Linked DNA regions of Zea mays: region 1 is linked to region 2. A link is a contact called in public Hi-C data. All regions are on one chromosome and are shown on one strand. The core of a region is the stretch at or near the end of the contact, and the rest is flanking DNA. Distances in the headings are between cores, read along the strand shown.

Region 1 (3,820 bases), core at 568-3,067, 140 kb before region 2:
AACAGGCTCTAAGAAGGTACTACCTCAAACAACTTCTGTATCAGATAGACAAGTTACACCGTGTGTACCTTAAAAATCTAGTACTGGACACCATCATCAGTTATTTTCTTTTCTTTCGAATACACCACAGTACCGTCAGTTAACCACACCAACCAAAGCAATAGGCGCCAGTAGCCCAGTAGGTCTCTTAGAAGTCTTACAGTCCATTGAAACAAGAGGGGGAAGAAAAATGAAATTCTCCTCAATCACTACGAAATAAAACCATACTATACAGACCATATAGTAAAACAGATGGTGGTCTGAGTTCAGGACCAGGCTTTGAAAGGGCATGTCAGGTCAGGTGACACCCATGCTCACTGAAACGTGGGTCCAGGAAGGTACATGGCAGCTGAACCCAAGCCTAACCATTATCTCTTCTGTCATAGAGTTACAGATTCGGCATTATATTGCACACTCTCCTCACTCCTCATGGTCGTCGCCCTTGTGGAGGTTATGCAGGATGTAGAGAGAGGCCGACGACAAGAAGATGCAGATCGAGTAGCTGAGGAGGTCCAGCCCCGTGGCGATTGTCACCATCTTGCTCCTCTCGAACATCTTCACCAGCAGGATCATCACGATGACGTGCCCCACTATTGTCTTCAGCTCGTCGAGGGAGGTGATCTTCATCCACTTGGGGCGTTCCTGCATGAACAAGAATTAATCAGTAGAAACGATGAGTGCAGTTCTCAGACATGATACATGCGTGTGCGAGTCCAATGTAAGCAAACAGAATAATATGGCTTCCTTACTTCAAAAGGTATATAAAAAATGATGGAGATTTCAAATTCTGACGGTTACCTTCAAAGCGAACATCCCGAACAGCGACGATCCGCTCAGGGCACGGTCGGATTCAGAACCAACACCCGCGGAAGCGTTGCTGACGAAGAGACCGTAGAGACCCATCCCAAATATCAACATGACCGTTCCAGCAAGATACACATCTGCAGAGGATTGTGCAGCGCAACAGTGTACCGCCGCAACGCAAAGCAGCAACAGTGTTCTAGTGAGAAACAACAACGCTGACGACGATGATGCTAATTGACTGAACAGATTAGCACATCTCACCGATGGCCTCGACGACTTTGAGGACCATCTGTCCCGTATGGACCCCCTTGACGCAGCTCGACCAGTAAACCTGGTATGCCTCTTTGATGAAGACACAGCCCTGGTCACGAGCAGATCGACGTTAGATAAGCAGATCCATGAACCTTGGAGCGGAAGCAGCCATACATGGGACGCAGAGATCCAAGATCGCTTACATTGAGGAAGCACAGGAGGGAGCCGGCGAGTGACCCCGCGACTGCGAGGAGCGCCAGGAACCGGAAATCGAAGATAACCTGCGGCGAGCACAGGCACAGCGGCGGCGGCCGCCTGCGTCATCAGACGAGCATGGATGGTGGTGAGGGAACGTCAGACAGAGAGAGGATCACGTACCCTCTCGACGGTGGTCTCGACGACGGTGGACTTGGTGGCGGGCACGACGGCGTTGCCGTTGGGCCCGCCCACGATCCCGTAGCCGCCGCCGCCGCCGCCGCCGTGCTGGGACGACACCTCGCCGGACGGCGCGGAGGACGCCGCCGAGGCGACGGCCACGAGCCGCCGCCGCCGCCGCGGCTGCGGAGGGAGCAGCCGGGAGGCCGCGTGGACGGCTGCAGGCGCGCGCAGCACCAGGAGCGCCATCGTTTGGCTTGTTTGGTGCTTGCTGTGGGCCTGTGGGCGTGCGGTGCAGGCGCGATGCTCCGGCTTCCTGGCGGGCTAGGACTTGGACTGGAGTGGAGCGACGACCCGAAGGAGGAGAGGTGGGCAGAAGGCGTGTGGCGGGACGGGGACATATCTGGTACTGGCCTCGCGCATCGTCGCTGTCGGATGTTTCCCCGTAACTGCCACAGTGGCACTGTTGGGGCTTGTTCGGTTATTCCCAATACACATGGATTAGATGGAGATTGAAAAAAATTGTGAAGAAGTTTAAGTTGTTTGGGATTCAAACGCATCCAATCCCGCTCAATTCACATGGATTGAGAGCTAACCGAACAATTGTTCCAGTTCCAGCAGCGCGTGGAGCACGAGCACCGGCGCCGTCGAGCACGACACGACGGTGTACTGGAACTGGAGTGGGGTAGCTGCTCAAACCCACACGTTGCGGGAAGAGGCGGATCGCTAGCCTGTACTATAGATGTCCAAACGGGCCACCCGGCACGGACCCGACCCGAACCCGTTTCGGCACGGTACGAATAGGGTCGGGCCAGGCACGGCCCGTTGATGCTTCGGGCCGGGTCGGGCTGGCCCACGTGCCTAGGGACATGTCCAAACCCGGCACGCACAGGGAAAAATCGTGCCGGGCCGGCCCGGTGGCCCGGTGGGCCTCAACGGACCGGGCCGGGCACTGGCCCGAACCAACAGTAGAACGGTATATAAATACATATATTTAACAGAATTAATCATATATAATAACATATTATTTATATATATTAAGACAATAAAATATTTATGTATGCATTTTATATTTATGTATGCATTTTATATATGTTTGGCCGCGTATTTAGTATTTACATACTATGAGAGAATTAAATGTATTTACATATTTAATATTTACATAAATATGCGGGCCGCCGTCGGGCCGACCCATTTATCGGGCCGGGCCGGACCAAAGCACGCGGGCCGCCATATGTGCCCATACCCGGCCCGGGCCCGTAACCGACCGTGCCGGGCCGTGTTTGGACCGGGCTAAATTCGTGCCGTGCCACGAGCCAAACGGGCGGCCCGCACTGTTTGGACATCTATAGCCTGTACTGCTCTGCTGCTTGGAGATGGTGCCGGCCGGAGAGCGCGTGTGCGGCGTTCCATTGGATCGGAGAGGAACGGTGCGCAGCTTGCCGCCGTAGATTGACTATTTTGTCTGTCTCTGAGTCTGAGCGTGTCGCCGGCGGGTCGGGTCCGGACTAGTCTGGACTCTGGACTGGACGAGAGCGAGATGATCAGATCAGAAGAGGAGGAGGAGGAGACGAAAATCGCCGTGCGATGGTTTGGGCCAGCAAATGCATGCACATGCAGAGACCAGAGCCGCGGCGGTGCAAAATGCATCACATGTTTGCCATGCCTATGCGGTCCCGCTGACATAGAACCCGCAGCTAGGGACGAAACCGGACCTGATACACGAGTTACTGCATTACGTGCCATAGGATCGTTTCGTATCCTATTTTTTTTCTCTCGAATTTTGAAATCGAATATATATTATTCAAATACTGATATCTGTCCTAACATATCAAAAAAATAGATTTTGGTTATTGAATTCAGCTACAGTCGAAAATTAAATAGTTAGACTCCGATACGAAATATCTATATATGATTTTCATCCTTTCGGGATGAACACATATCAATAAACATCCCTTTTGCCATGACCATAGACTGACACTCGTTTATTTTTCTTACCTTTTCTTTTTTTTTTTTTTTTTTGCATCCAATTTTATTTTCTCACTTTTCTTTCTTTCTTTACTAGTGTGCCCATAGTTTTTCTATGTACTATGAACAAATTTTCATATTGAGAAATTTGATTAGAACAAGTTATATTGAAAAAAATGTACTAGATAAGTAGTGTGTGAATATTTTGAAAGACGTTGAACAACCATAACTTATGTACTCAGGTTATGCGAAAAATTCGGGTCAGGTAATTCTCGTGTTAAAAATTGCTACTCGGTGGTATTATTCAAAATTTCAGACACCCAAATATTGAGGGAATAGCCCCTAACGGAAGTTGGACTTGAACCAAACTGTGGGCCTCTTT
Region 2 (3,918 bases), core at 599-3,098:
TCAGCATCTTCTTAACCATGTTTTTTTTCTTTGCAGCTGTCATGCAAACCGATGGGTTTGATTATTTGCAGCAAAGCTGTCCATCCCTCCTGACCGAGCTTCTTGAATATGTGGCCAAGATAGGAGAGCACTCCGTGAGCCCCTGCCTGTATTCAACTGAAGTCCTTGATGGTGGAGATGCCAATGGACGACGCGTGAAACCAAGGATCTAACGGCTGCCCAGATGAGCCTAGAAGAGGGAGTTCCTTGTCTTTTTTTTTTGTTGTTGTTGTAAAGTGATTCCAATGACGGGCGCCTTCTGTGGTGCCATAATCATGCATGTTGTAGCGTTGGTTTGTGTGTGTTGTGATTTCCCCAGCCCCATTGCTGCTACTGTAGAGGGACTGATATACATCCTACTGACTAGACTGCGTTGCTGCTGCAAAGCAGCTTTTCATCATATGCCAAGGATGGTCTGGTGCAAAGGTTTGATCAATATGTTCTGCAGAAGTTTTACCTTTCGCTAGGCCAGATTTGTCGATTCATGGTCATCTGTATTGACTGTATTCAATTGAAATGAAATGTATCCGTTGAACATTCACTTTCATACTGATCCGTTCATCTGTCCTACCCTTAAATCTCAAATACCTTTTACCTGTGTGAAGTAACCGTTTGATTATTGCCTTTTAACTTTGTGAAATGCCCGTTTGATTCGTGACAGGAAATTATTTGTTACTTATTATATTGATTAAACGGCTGGTGGCAGAAGGACCGGCACTTTAGCTACTTCGTTATAGAATAGTTGATGTTATAGGTATTCTGTTCTAAAATTGTTCTAAATAGTTAAGGTTGTAGTTCTAAAATGGTGATATATGATTTAAATATCATATGTTCTTATTTTACAATATATTTTTCTCTTATATCTTTTTTTCTTTTACCAATGCATCTCTATTTTCTATATACTATATTTTTTTTACTTTTATTTTAAAATTTTATGTTCAAATGAAAAAACATCAACTATATTAGAGAGGATGGATTATACATTCATAAATCTCTTATTCACTTCGACATTGCATATCAAACCTTCGTGGTTTCTTCTCTTTGAACTAGTTATTCTAGACTAGAAGAGATTGCCGCTGGAACTAAGCAAGACTGTGAGGGTATGTTCGGTTACCTGATTAAAGTTTAGTTCATATTATATAGGATGTTTAAATGTCACTTACGTGTATTAAATATAATCTAACTATAAAACTAAATACATATATAAAGATTAAATGACGAAATAAATTTATTAAACTTAATTAATCCATAACTAACAAATGTTTGTTGTAGCATCATATCATGATATGCTGATATGCGCGAATCATGAACTAATTATGTTAACGACGAGATAAATTTATTAAACTTAATTAATCCATAACTAACAAATGTTTGTTTTAGCATCATATCATGATATGCGTGAACTAATTATGTTTATAGACTCGTTTGACCATTTAATTTCTATCTACATAATTGGTTCTATAATTAAATTATACTAAATACTTTTAACTAGCATTTAAAACAGAATTAAAAGTTAGTCCTTATCATGCTTTAAGCTAAGTTATACAAGGAGATAGAAGAAACCTATTTAGAATATGTTTGGTTCACCTATAGATTCTTAAAAATCTAATTTTATCTATATAAAAAAGCTATTGAGAGTTGATGATTTTGGAAAAGCTAAAATATATTTAGTTAAACAACTGTCAACTGTAAGAGTATGATAGCTTGCGGCAAGGATGGCATAAATCTAAAAAAATCTGGTGAGAGGTGATTAATCAAACTATAGAAATATATGTAGATTTTTAAGAATCTATTACGATGTTTTTTGCACTGAATCTGGTTGTGAACCAAACACACCTCAGCTGCTCTGTCCAAACGCACCCTGACTTCCGAGTTCCGACCCCCACTGCTTTGCTTGCTCTGCACTCCGCTAATTCCTTCCGCGGCGATCCCGAGCAAGAAACCCAGCAGCGCGGCGGATCTCGCCGGGCGGCGGCCGCCACTATGATGAGCGGTAGCTCGCCTCCGCCGCCCTCGCTTCCTGCCGGGGTACACCTCTCTCCATCTCTTCCTTCCCGCCGGGGTACACCTCTCTCATCTCTCTCGTCCCTCTGGGTACACCTCTCCCATCTCTATCTAGATCTGGGAGTAGCCTGTTTGTTTAGGGCGGGCGCCATGAATCAGGACACCTCGTGATCTGATACTATCTGCCATATCTAAGATTGAATCGGCCCCAACGTGTTCGCGCGTGCTGCTATCCACAGACTAACCGATTTGTTGTTTGCTAGATGGATAGATATTGTCTGGCGACTGAATTTTGTTTGAAATTACTGTATGTCCCATTATGCCCTTTGCCACCGATTAGATAGATGCCATGTGTTTGAATGGAAAATAATCAGTTCTCTCCCTCTCATGACATATGGTCTCGCCAACGAATGCAGAGTGGAGGCTTCTTCAGGGGATACACAAAGCTGTGCAAGGGCCTCGCCGTCATATTGCTCATTGTGCACCTTGTAGTCCAGTTGTTTCCGTCCGCCGTCACCTATCTCGCGCTTATCCCTGGAAGGTAGAAGCTCAGATCTCCACTGTATTGGAATTCTGTATCCAGAGCAACATCTTTAGTTGCCTGTTTGGCTCCTAGCTTGCCTAGATCTGTTTCCTAGTTACCACGTTATGGGTTTCCACTGGATGCCCAGTTGTTTCTTAGTCACCCTCTGTGGTAAAATGCTTGTTCTTCTGGTACTACTGACTGTTATGTGGATCCAGAACATCCATTTGAAATGCAGGTTTAAGCTGCTGGGTTATTGCAATTACAATAATTAGTCAGCGTGCTAAATTAATAACATGTTGGTCAGTTGGTCTCATGGTTTCACACCACTAAATGTCTAGATCTAGACTGCATTCAGCATTGCATCTGGTTTGCTTTAGCCTATGCAATTAATTTACCAAATATTCTCTAAAGGAAAAAAAAACACCGAACCAAATGTGTGTCTCGAATATTCAGCTATCTGTTTTTTATCTGCAGAACGATCCCTTTTGCTTGGAACCTGATAACTGCAGGCTATGTCGAGCAAACAATTCCAGGGGTAAATTTTCCCATCCCATCATTGAATTTATTATCCGCACCTTCGTCAATTCGTCATGTATGCATGTTTACTCTTTGATTTTTATGTGAAAGAAAAATCCTTCCAAATCAAGTCAAAAGCCTAGTAATGCTTATATTATATCTAGTTAGTTATTGAAAGAAGCTGCTAACAACAAAAAAAGTAGTGAACTCGGTGAAGTTCAGGTAGGGGTAGAGTATATTACAGTTTGCTGTTATCTGCTTGTTTGGATGTAATTTATGTCATGGAGTCAATCGCATCAGAAAATCTGATCTAATTTAGCTTCTAGCTTTCTCTTATTACAGTATTGGAAACATAGCACGGTTCTTGTTAATTATTACCTAGAATTCTTCTAGTTGTTTGTTGTACACTTGAATGCCACCTTAGGCAATGGAAAATACTTTCCGTTCTGTTTTGTAGATGTTTTGCCCTCGAATGGTTGATCTGCTGCTTGCTGTTTTTGTTCTAAATAAAGTATGGCATCACATTTGTTAATGCATCTGCTTACTGGCCCTTCTGAGTATCACAAACATTTTGACAAATATGTCATCTTCATTAACATATTGGAGCTCCTTCAACTCACATGACCAATATTTCTGCAGATGGTTGTCAGCATCATTGGCCTTCTTTTATTTGGGAAGTTGTTAGAACCTCTATGGGGTTCAAAAGAGTTATCAAAGTTCATTTTTATCGTCAACCTTTCAACTTCTGCTTGTGTTTTCATGACTGCTATTGTGCTGTACTATATAACTCAGCAAGAGATCTACCTGTACGTACCATATTTCTCTTATGTGCC

Evidence for each region. Hi-C and Micro-C count contacts between places; a contact is called where the count stands out from the background.
Region 1: a Hi-C map of ear shows a contact between it and region 2, with 2.1 times the contacts expected there. The contact joins the promoter of LOC100381563 here to the promoter of LOC100283447 in region 2. A contact is called at or near these places in 4 of 25 Hi-C or Micro-C datasets (ear, leaf, root tip and 1 more).

Annotation. Positions count from the first base shown.
Region 1 is chr2:221,431,353-221,435,172 of Zm-B73-REFERENCE-NAM-5.0, reverse strand. It overlaps LOC100381563 (Uncharacterized protein family (UPF0114)), which reads right to left and starts at 1,817. Exons shown (of 5, transcript NM_001174388.1): 1 at 1,474-1,817; 2 at 1,299-1,376; 3 at 1,105-1,204; 4 at 838-980; 5 at 86-681. The coding sequence starts at 1,719. The coding sequence ends at 460.
Region 2 is chr2:221,288,776-221,292,693 of Zm-B73-REFERENCE-NAM-5.0, reverse strand. It overlaps LOC100283447, which reads left to right and starts at 1,848. Exons shown (of 8, transcript NM_001156348.2): 1 at 1,848-2,067; 2 at 2,460-2,584; 3 at 3,044-3,104; 4 at 3,725-3,891. The coding sequence starts at 2,023. It overlaps LOC100272403 (BTB/POZ and MATH domain-containing protein 2), which reads left to right. Exons shown (of 4, transcript NM_001146883.1): 4 at 37-575. The coding sequence ends at 212.